Regions from separate parts of the Muntiacus reevesi genome. Here region 2 is linked to region 1. Evidence: chromatin contacts called from public Hi-C data. All regions are on one chromosome and are shown on one strand. The core of a region is the stretch at or near the end of the contact, and the rest is flanking DNA. Distances in the headings are between cores, read along the strand shown.

The links. Hi-C and Micro-C count contacts between places; a contact is called where the count stands out from the background.
Region 2: a Hi-C map of blood shows a contact between it and region 1, with 3 times the contacts expected there. The contact joins the promoter of LRRC8C here to the promoter of ZNF326 in region 1. A contact is called at or near these places in 2 of 3 Hi-C or Micro-C datasets (blood and muscle).

Annotation. Positions count from the first base shown.
Region 1 is chr1:114,055,565-114,061,504 of mMunRee1.1, forward strand. ZNF326 (zinc finger protein 326) reads right to left here and starts at 3,284. Exons shown (of 12, transcript XM_065909161.1): 1 at 3,102-3,284; 2 at 755-799. The coding sequence starts at 3,117.
Region 2 is chr1:114,420,231-114,426,170 of mMunRee1.1, forward strand. It overlaps LRRC8C (leucine rich repeat containing 8 VRAC subunit C), which reads right to left and starts at 2,322. Exons shown (of 3, transcript XM_065909278.1): 1 at 2,173-2,322. LOC136149213 (guanylate-binding protein 6-like) reads left to right here and starts at 2,502. Exons shown (of 12, transcript XM_065909310.1): 1 at 2,502-2,815.

The DNA of each region.
Region 1 (5,940 bases), core at 2,034-4,533:
CATTTGCTTCAGTTTTACTTTGTGAATATATTATATTCTGTAACAACAGTTGAAAGTTGCATTTTTTTGGCAATCAGGGAATTTAATTCCACTCTCTGGGGCCCTTCATATAATGCTTTTATAATCGCTTGAACTGTTCCATGCTCTTCTTTATGTTCTTATCCTGTCTGGCAAAGCCTTAACTCTAATCTAAACTATCAAAACTCCACCCCAATTGTATTCTACACATGTCATAATTTTATCTAGCTCTTTAGTCACTCTGATGTAAATGCTTATATTGATAAGGCTATTTTATATGCTCTAGACAGTTCTTAATATACTAACACATTTGGACACATTAAAGCAAATGACCTCAAAAGCAAGGTCAAAATGAATTATGAAAGAAGCAGTATAAAACCAAGCCAATAATCCATTTAATCTACATTTACTCAATACCAAAGCCTCTAATTCAACAAAAATAACTCAGCTAGTTTCTTATAAGTCATCACTCAATACAGTCAGGGCCTTTTGGAATAAAGAACTCAGAATTCAAATAAAGAGTCAAACTAATCTGAATAGCCCTAAGGTTTTCTGATTCCAAATTTCCTAACTCAAATACTATACGTAGTAATGACAACATTAACACATCAAAAGAAGAAACAGTGACTGAAACAAGGCAGAATTTCCTTTTTACATTGATACTTTAGATGGGTGACAAAAAAACTGAGATGCATTCCCTTAATGTATTTTAGATCAAATGAAAGAGGATACTCACCATTAAAGCTCTGATAAGTATTTCTGCAAGCAGAGTGTGTATAATCTATGAAGACACATTTAACAGAAAGGAATTAGTGCAATATTAGCAAAAATCTTGAATTATATACCCACTTACTAAAAACAAACACAATTTTTAAACTGCCATTAACTCAACTATCTACAAAAGCAGGGTGTTAATAATTATATATACTTCATATGGGAAAATATATATCCCTTTCTTTTCACTATCTCCCCAAATGGCAGGTTTCTCATCCAAATCATGGTAATGTAAAAATTAGTTAATAAAACCTGATATATAATTACAGCCCAAAAAGGAGATCCAGTACTGATTTATACAGCATAACAAAAGGGAAGGCAGATAAATTATATATCAAACAGTGCAAAAAACAGGGACATGTGAGAATAGATTCAATATATTTTCTTCACAAGTTACTATTTCTCTTAGCACTTAATTTGCTTTCAAATAAGATTTCAAGATCTTATTTGAGAAATGCGCATGCATATATGTGTATACCTGAGTGTGCTATTTCTATCCAGGATGTGGCATCATCACCAAAGATCATATTGATAATTTCTTTGTCAAAACTAATCTGGCAATTGTTAAATCCTTTAGTTAATTCTACTAACAAATAGGAATTTAATAGAGCAGTCCTTTGGATACAATAGACTCCAACTACACTATAAAGGATTAGAGTCCCACATATTGTCAAGCAAATTCCATCCCTCAAATAAAGCAGTCGGGGTAAGGAGGGAGCATGAGAGAGGGAACATTTTATCACTGACATTGTTCAGAATTTTATGATTCACATTGTTTAGAACTGTGGGCAGATGGTGATAATAAAAAGTAAACATGCTAAGACAATGGGTTCCTTCATGGGGGGAGGGGACCATTCCCGTCACTCTCTTCTCCCACATCGGTAGTTTCTGCTGCACCTTGGGGGTTGGTACTGTCACCAAAGTTTGGTGTGAAAACACAGCAACATATTTTTAAAATTCATTCTCGAAAATAATAATAATAATAATAAAGTAAAATTCATTCTCAACTCTGGCATTTCAAATACTCAGTTTAAAGGTATCGATATCAAAACGAATCAAAGTTCAACTAAAACAAACACTGGAGTGTGCTACTGTTAATATCTGAACTTCCTATTTCAAAGTAACTTAAAAGTATCCACAAAAGGTTATTCCAGTCCCCTTTCATATAATTAGACTTGGCAGCTTTAATTCTTCGTGGCATGAAATCAAATCAAAGGTCAAAAGATCATTTAATCAGACTCAGCATATTCAAAGTTAATGTTTTTGATTGGGCTAGAGGCTTACGACTAATTAGTGAAGCCATTTTATTCAGAAATGCCCGGTAACTCATCAGAACTAAATTCAGTTTATTCACATCCCTTTTCATGTCTCCCTAATGCTGTCATTACGCACTCATCTCACCCTGACACCAATCACTATAAAAGTTGGGCAAGATTTGAAGATAATATGAAGACCAAATTAATTTTATTTCGTGAGCGTATGAAACGGTTTAAAGAACTGGCGTGAGAGACGACCGAAAGGTACTGATCATTTAATTAATCAGCAGTCCACCCCCAGGCGGCTGTGTACAGGTCTGAATTTGAAGGGCATGTGATGCTGTGCCATAATTTTGACTAACTTAACACAATGTCCAGAGAAAACACTTTGGTTCACAGAATCATTTTAAATTTAGGGATTAACGCCCGGGCACTGTCTGTTGGCGGATAAACATCCCACTTTGCTAACCAGAAATACCTTACGTTCCATTCTGGATAGAGATCTACTATACTTAATCACTTACAGACGCCCTTTAAACTCATCTTAAAAACTAAGACAACCAAGGAACATGATCATGAACAAGCCTCAGAAAATTCTATTTGGCGAGTAGTAACCTGGAGTTTGGGATTTACTAAAAGGACGATCTGGGTCGCTACCCACCGGGCGAGCGCGAGCCGCGGCGGGGGAGGCCCGCTCGCCCTCTCGCCCAGAACGGGAAGTTGGAGGCTTCCTGGCAATTTGCTCGCAGCGGGGCGGGGGCCGATCTGGGGACTCGGGAGGCCGCGGCGCTCTGGGAGCTTCCTTCCCCGCGCCGAGGCCGGAGCGGAATTCAGGGTCGCGGGCCGCAGAGGGCGCCGGGCGGGGCGATCCGGGCGCGCGGGTCCCCACCGAGGCCGACTCCAGGCACCGGGCCCGAGGCGGGCAGGCGGGCGGGCGGCCTCTAGGCCCGCAGAACAAAGCCCACACGGCCATCTTGAGACGGTAAACAGACCCCGGGGGCAGGCCACCCCGCCTGCCGCCCGCCGCGGTGACCAGCCAGAGGCCGCGCTTACCGTCCTCGAAGTCCATGGCGGAGGCTCGGGGCCGACGGCCTCGGCGGCGCTTGGCTAATCTGTGGCCGGAGAAGAGCACCAGTGACCCGCGGTTCCACACTACGAGTCAGCGCGACCAAGAGCGGCGCTACCGGCCCGGGAGCCGCAGGCCACAGCGAGGCTGGGGGGCGGGCCCGGCCGGCGCTGCCAGCCGCCGCAGCGCGGCCCGCGACTGGCTGGCGCGGGCCGGTGGGCGGGCCCTCGAATGGGGGCGGGAAGCAGGCCCGCTGTCACGCTCCCAGGTGCTGACCCTCTCGGAGTCGCCGAGGGGTAAGGAAGGTTAGAAAGGATCCCAAAGGCTGGCCGGGCTCAAGGGAAAGAAAGCCGGGTTTTCTGGAAGGTCGGGCTGAAGCCCGCCATGTTTGATTCTGGCAAGAGCGAAAGGATCTGCTTGGAATACCTTCCTCCTGCCCGAACTAATATACCACGTGCCGACCTTTCCTTTTTTATTGGCTGATAATGACTGATCGGAAAATGTTAAAAAAAAAAAAAAAAAAACCTTCTGGAGTTTCTGCCTTGGAGATTCAGAAGGCCAGGATATTTTTAGACCCCTGTGAGCAGAGAACAGATTGCTAAATAGCAAACAGTTACGAGTGTGATCCAAGACAGACCACGGTCGAGTTCTGAATTTCAAGGTGCAAAATGAAAGTGTTGTAAAAGTTAACAGAGGGACCTGAACCAAATTTATAGCAATATAATTAGTGTTAATCTAAGGTGTCAACCGTCCAAAAATTGCTGCAGTCAATCTTTAGAGTTGAATAAATAAAAACAATTGCAAAAAAATAAATAAATAAATAAAAGTTAACAGAGGGAAGATTTTTGGAAGGAGTCATCCAGAACTTGAAGAACAACCACGGGCAAACACACATATTGATACATTATATATTAACATATTAACATTGTATTTGGAGAAGGAAATGGCAACCCACTCCAGTATTCTTGCCTGGAAAATTCCGTGGACAGAGGAGCCTGGCAGGCTACAGTCCATGGGGTCACAAAGACTCGGACACGACAGAGGGAGTATCACTCAGCATTGTATTATTCTCACTTTGAAAATAGTGTTGAGGACAGTGGACAGTCACTCGCCCATAAGACAATGTGGGAAAAGACAACTATTTGGTCATTCTAATCCTGGAGCAGCTTCAACTCCAGATTAGATAATATTTTCTCATACAGCAAATTGTGTCAATGATGAGTTGATCACAGGTTAGGAAAGCATGAATCAAGCCGTTTGCCCTTTTTTGAGGTCCAATGAGTTTCCAGAACCAAGTTGCAAGAAAACAGTCTCTGGAAACACGACTAAAGGAAAAACTCCCAGGTATACTAAGTTGTTTGACTGTAGCCCCAGTGGCGCAGAGGTAAATAATCCACCTGCCAATGCAGGAATCACAAGCAATGCGGGTTTGATCCCAGGAAGATCCCCTGGAGTAGGAAATGGCAAGGCACTCCAGTATTCTTGTCTGGAAAGTTCCATGGACAGAGGAGCCTGGCGGGCTACAGTTCATGGGGCTATAGTTCATGGACACGACTGAGCACAGCCCCAAATCTGGGTAGGGCACTGTTCCTTCTTCATCGCTTTCCTTCTCCACCCTCATTGATTCACCCAGTTCTCCACCCTTATAGTATTTTCTTCTTTTTTTTCCCCTCCTATGCACATTTTCTATTCGCCAGAGCAGAACATGTTGAAAACTGAACTCATAACTTCCTTCCTCAAACCTGTTCATCTACTTTTATTCTTTCATCTGTGAATAATGCTGTGTGAGTGGCGTCATGAGCAACCACCCACTACTAATGCAGTCAAGACTCAGCCCTCTCCCATTCTCTCATCGTCAATCCATACCGAAGTCTTTCATCTGCTTATTGCCTCCTAAAATGTCTTACTAATACTTTGCCCGTGATCTCCAATTCACTGCACTACCTAAGTTAGACTCTCATTATCTTTCTCCTAAACTGTTGCCTTGGCTTCCTAAGTAATTTCTCTGTCTTTCCACCTTGACCTTCTCAGGCTCCTCAGGGCCTCAGTGATATGAAAGCAAATCTGAACACATCATGCATCTCTATCACGAATTGGGTGAAGGCAAAGCTTCTAACATAAAACACATCCAGCAGGGTCTGGCCTCTGCCTACCCTGCTACCTTCCTGCATTTCTCCATCCTCCTCTCTCCCCTACTCTTTCTCTATTGATTGGCAGTTTTAAGCTACGTACAGTTCCCAAAACACCCCAATACTTTTTCATGACTCTGAACTTTTGCTTAAGGCTTTTTCTCTGCCGCTCAGTCCTGTCTGACTCTGTGATCCTATGGACTGTAGCCTGCTACCTCCTCTGCCCATTGGCTTTCCCAGTCAAGAATATGGAGTGGGTTGCCTGCCATCTCCTCCAGGGGATCTTCCTGACCCAGGTATCAAACTCGCGTCTCCTGCTTTGGCTGGCGGATTCTTTATCACTGAGCCACTTGGGAAGCCCCCTGGTTAACCCTACTCATGCTCAAAACAGTTCAAAACTTGTTTCCTCTAAGAACACTCTCACATCCCACCCTTGCCCCTAGACCAGTGCTTCTCAAATATTAATGTGCATATGATTCATATTCAGTCAGTCTGGGTTGAAGCTGGAGAGTCTGCATTTCTCACAATTTTCCAGGAGATGCTGCTGCTGGCAGTCAAACTATACTTGGAATAAATAGCAAGACCCTGGGCTCTATTAAAAGCCCCTCCTCTGAGTTTCCTGGGACAGCCTTGCTCTAGCACTGTCTCCTTTGCACAAAATACTATGTCTCTCCACATTAAAAGCCCTTTGAGATTA
Region 2 (5,940 bases), core at 1,072-3,571, 360 kb after region 1:
CAATTATACCCCAATACAAATTAAAAAAAAAAGACAACTAGAGGCTTGGCTTCATTCAGGTATTAACTCAGCTGTATGGTCTTGGATAAGTCACACACTCTGAGCCACTCTCTTCTGTGAAGTGTGAATGGCCATCTGCCTTAAGAGTTTGTTGTCAGATTTTGAGATCACGCATGTCAGGCATCTAGTGCAGCCTGTATTACAGTAATGCTCCATATTAGATTATTAACACCACACTTGGCAAAATAAGTGTGTATTTCCACTCTATTTCTTTTTTAAACTTGGGTTTTACTATGAAGTTATGGGTGACTACAACTTAAGCACACACTATTTAGAATCATTAACAAATTGGTAAAGATTAGACACATTTTTTTTATACTAAAAGCATTCCCTTCTCAAAACACATTTCCTTAAGTGCCTAGTCCATCTGAGAAATAAGAGATTAGTACCATTAACAAAGGCTTTGATCATTTTATTACTAAGAAAGTTGTTAAACATGATTGCTATCTCTGAACTGCTGGTGGGTGAGTGGGCCTTATCTGTGGTCAAATCTGTTATGTGAACCATGAAAAGCATCCATCCTTGCAAAGCTGCTCCCCACCTCTCCCTCAAAAGCAAATAAACAACCTGACCTAAAGAGAGTATTTGATCACTCCAAAGTAAAGCCAGTCTGGGTCAGGTCCACGGTCTTCCCTCTCTAAGCAAGTCACAAGAATGCAAATATCACAGATTGAAACTGTAGACACTTAATCTATTACCCATGTCCACAGGTTTATGAATCTGAGCAAATTTTGTGAAGTATGGATTACCTTTGCGCTTTACACAAAACATTTAAAAATAGAATGTAAAGAAAAATAAAAACTATAAAGCTGACCGCTGAGGAGATGGTGCTCTACTGCGCCAAGAGAGTTAAGACCAGTTGCCTTATCTCTCATCTGGAGGCATTTTAATAACTTGTCCATGAAGAAGTCTCCAGTATGCCTTAGGAAACCACTATATACCTGTCCGGAAATATGACTATTGGTTAAAGCTACATTTTTTACACTATCCACTATTGAGAACTTGTGAGAAATATGTGACTAAAATAAGTCTTGCCATTTCCTTTACCTGTTCCTCCCCCATAAGTCTGCATGAAATAGTTATTCAAATCTCCCTCTGCCCAACGCTGCTGGCACTCACACACAGTTTGATGGGTGCTTATTTTTTAACTTTAAGGTGGATAGGGACTTGAAAGCGTTTCCTAACTGGTTTGCTGGGAGTTCAAAATGCTTAAAAAGAATTCGAAAGCGAAGTTTGGCCTTAACCCTTTGAAATATCAGTCCTGGGATGTGGGCTAGGTGTCCGTGGCACCCAAAGCCAGGTAGAGAGCAAGGTTTTGAAGGGACTAGAATCCGATATACACCGTGGGTGGGGGAGGGAAGAACTGGCAGAGGGAGAGAAGAAAGGAATTAGCTTCTACAGAGCACATCCTAAGGTTGCTGAGTCGCTAACTCCATCCCTAGCCGTGTCGTCGCTGAGAACCAGCTGGAAAGGGAAAGACCAGCGAGCCTGGGTTTGTGTCGAAAGCAGCGGTCTTGGTCTCAATCGCCGGCCTAGACACCTGGTTTCTGGGGCCCGCGAGATCCAGCGAAACCCTCTCTCCCCTCGGGTCCTGCTGGGGAGCAGGCATCTCGCTCTCGTTCCCTTCGGAGACCCAATTCCTCTCTCTCCCCAAAGTGCTAACTTCAGGGGCTCGGGGGTGGTAAGGGAAGAGCTGACCAGTAGGTAAAGACCCTGAGGTCTCAGGGAGGTTTAAGGTTGAAAAGAACGACGATCTCCCCCTGCGTGGCCCCGTTTTCTCCAGGTCCCCCAGCCCCATCCCCCCAAGTCCGCAGAACCTGCCGCGCTGCGCTTGGCGCCAGGCTGGGGTCTCTCACCCGACGCTGGGCTGGCGCGGAATGGGTGGGGTAAGGGTTGGCGGGTCCCCGAGCCCCGGCAGCGGATGGCTCCAGGGACCACACGCCGGGCGGGAGCCCACAGTCCGCCCGCCCGAGAGCCGGGGGAAGGCAGGGACGCGAACGAGGCGGGGCGAGTCGTGGCTCCAGCACACCTAGAGGACCGAGCCGGCGGTCCTCGGCGGGCCGTCCCTCTCCATCGCATCCCATCCCATCCCTCGGCGGTCCCCGCCCTTACCTCTGGGCGCGAGGGTGCCGGCTGCGAACGGTGCTGGGGAGCGGCGAGCCGTCTCCCGGCTGGGCTCAGCGGCGGCCAGCGGCAGCGGGGTCGCCCGCCGGGCGGCTGCTCATGGCCCGTAGCGCCCCGAAGCACTGCGGCCACGGCCACGGCGGCGCCTTCCTCCTAGTCCTCTTCGCGGGCTCCGAGCCGGGACGCAGCTAACGCCCCAGCCCCGCAGCCCTCCTCCCCTCCGCCTCCCCGGCCGCGGACGGAGCCGCCTCCAGCGCCGCCCCGCGAGCAGCCGGGCCAGCGGCAGCCAGCGCCGCCCAGCGCCCGGCCCCGGGGTCGCCGCGCCGCCCGCTGGTCGGCTCCGCGGTGCCAGCCCGCTGTGACGCAGGCCGCCGGGCCCGGGAACTTCCTCCCCGCGGAGACCACCCCGCGCCCGGGCCGGCCGCCCAGGACAGCCGCCGGCCGCCGAGGACTTCCTTCAGGGCGCCCAAGAAGATCTCCCGCCTCTCGCCGGTGGAGCCGCTCTGGCCTCTGGAACGCCCACCTGGCGGCCAGTGCCTGAGGAATGGACCGGGGCCACTACCTTCCCCATCCCGAACCCAAGGCTTCCCTGCGCTGGGCGGCCGCGCCACAGTCGCAGCTCCACCCCGGGGTAAGTTGGAGGGGAGCCGCTACCACTAAAAATAGCCCCTCTGGGCACTCCTCGGAAGGACTGGGGAGGATGGAGATAATCCTTCCTCACTATCCTGCTCCCCTCACAGATGAGCAGAAGGGTGGGAGGGGGTGGTGGGACACACTTCGAGACACAGAGGACAAAGGCAAAAACCAGTTTTCCTGGACCATAAAACCCAGGAGCCGTTCCCTTGACACCTGAGCTTGCTCACCGCTAGGAACCTCCTTGTTCACGCAGCCTGACAACCTGGCGCCAGGTTCTGGGGGACTGAAATCGAATGCTCCGCCTGCAATTTCGTACTGTGCGTGGAGTTGATCTTTCTCGCCAAAACCACCTGTTGTTTAAAGAGTATGGGGGAGGGGGTTTCTTCCTCTCCCCCTCCCCTTTTAAATCGACCTAAACCACGCTTTTCTTCTTCACCTTTCCCTACCCAATTTCAGGATGAAAAGCGAACTCTGCCGTATTGAAAGCCGAGTCATCTGTATAGAAAATCTCCCCAGTGGAAAAATGTACAAACAAGATTACTAAGTAATATAAGATCTTCTGGAATGCCTTACCAATATGAGTTTGTCTAAGAACACCAACAATTAAACTATTGCTTTGTCTTGGCATTCAGGAAAAGAGGGGTGTATGCCAGCAGAGCAATTCATAGACAGCTAGTCTTTTTTTGCTAGTTGGTTTGTTCTTACACACCAAATCTTAAGAAAGCAATCCTCTCTCATTTTACCCCATTTTTATCTCCAAGTCAAAATTAAAATTTGTCAAAAAGTTGATTTCTTAGTCTTAACTGATTTTTCCATGCTCCTCTGGCCAATTCCTACACTTTTTCGAATTCCAGTACTGTTGTTGGGTGTCTTTCACAGAAGAAAACATTCAACCCTCTTAATCCTTAGGAGATGACCCTAACACTAGCCTTAATTAACCTAGAGAACAACACTTAATTCTAAAGTGGGGCCTTCCTCCTAGATAGCAGGTGGGAAAAATTCCTGGAAGTTTCCTAGAGAAAAGACAGAAGCTGACTAGCAATTTGCTACAAACAAACAAAAAAAATTTTTTTTAAGTAAAAATTTGAGTACCTTGTAGGCCACCAGGTACTAGCTGAGTTAACTAGTTAACTCAGTTAGGTTAAATACCTTACCTGGATTCAAACAGTGAGATGAGTACTAAGGGCACAAATATCCTGTGGAGGGCTTTGTTCTTCAGAGGCTTTCTGCCTGCCCCTCTATCCTCCTTGTGCTCCTAAACTCAAGCTTAGTCCTCCCTGAAACGCTGCCTCACTGCCCAATGAAGGAAGCACAATCCTCGACTTTGGACTGAGGTGAACCAGGAAGAAATCCCTGCTTTTTCTGTGTAAATGTAAGGAAATTACTGCTACTTCCTCCACCCCATCAACAGTGTAAGTATAGTACTATAGGGTGATGTGAGAATTAAATAACACACTTAAATCACCAAGAACAGGGCCAAACACTTTATAAGTACTTAGTAAATGGTAGCTGTGGTATTTACTACAATTCATTGCTCAGACAGTAAAGAATCCCCCTGCAGTACAGGAGACATGGGTTCGATCCCTGGGTTGGGAAGATTCTCTAGAGGAGGGCATGGCAACCCACTCCAGTATTCTTGCCTGGAGAATCCCCATGGACAGAGGAGCCTGGTGGGCTATAGTCCATGCGGTTGCAAAGAGTCTGACACAGAGTGAGTGACTTGCACTATTGCTCAGAGAACAAAAGAACCGGAAACAACAATGAAGCTTGGAAATGGATTTGAGTCCCTGCAAGCTGAGTCCCTCCCTGCTCCACCCCATTAATTGCAATCCCTTTTTCTACTCTGTGCCTGCTTTCTAGTAGGATGAGCTGGACAGTTCTGTGTGTAGTCAGGTGATTCCCATGCACCCTGCAGTCTGAGAGGTGCTAGCCTGAAACTCATTATATTGTACTGCTTAGGTTTCCTTTTCTTATTTTACAGAATGTAGGCGTTAAGTCTATAGTCACCTCACTTCAGTCAGCTTAACTGAAATCAACACACACACTTATCAAGCCCTCTGTAAAACACTAGGTGAATTAGCAATCAGCCAGCTTCTGTGATTGCTGGACCCTGAGGGTCTCAAAGAAGGATAAGGCTTATTCCCTGATTTCCAGGTGTTCACAGAGCATGGGAGAGGGAATCTAGCATGCACTTGACTTGGTATAAACCGTTTGGAACTAAATGTGGTAGAAGTTCATAGAAAAGAGAGGGCCCTGTGGGCTAAGGCTACCATTTTGATCTTTCGTTTAATATTCAGTCCTTTAGGCCAAAGTTTGGCATTCCAGATGGGCTGCTAGGATAAGTTCCATGTAGTTAACCATATACTGGTTGACAATAGGGAACAAAAGTAGATCTTTCTGGGCAACTCACGACCATGGTACAAAATTTGGAATGATGTAGTGTGCGCATGCTAAGTTGCTTCAATTGTGTCTCTCTTTGTGACCCCATAGACTGTAGCCCACCAGGTTCCTCTGTCCGTGGGATTCTCCAGGTAAGAATACTGGAGTGGGTTGCTATTTCCTACTCCAGAGGATCTTTCCGACCCTGGGATCAAACTCATGTCTTATGTCTCCTGCATTGCCAGGTGGAGTCTTTACCTCTAGTGCCTCCTGGAAAGCCCGGAATGATGTAGATCTGGGCTCAAATCCTGAATCTGCCACTCACCAGCTATGCGATCATGAGTTTCTTAATTTTTGAACCCCATTTCCCATATCTTTATTGGAAGAATAATACCTTCTTTTTAAGGTTCCAGTGAGGCTTAGAAAGAATATATGCAATTGCCATGGTAGATTGTATGGAAATGGTGATTATATTACATTATCTTGTTGTTGGCTACAACAAAGAACAGCCTGAGCTATCTCATTTCTTGAAAGCATATTTCAAAAGTCACCTTCTCTGTAGAGCTCTGCGGGCTCCGGGCAAGCATAATTCTCTCTTCCTTGTGTTCCATAGAACTTACTTTTGAATCTCTGTTTCACCGTTGCACGCCGCCATTTATCTCTTTATGTTTTGCTTCTCTACTGTTTCTTTGTTCATCTCTACATCAATACTAGCAGAGAACCTGGCAATAAATTTTGAAA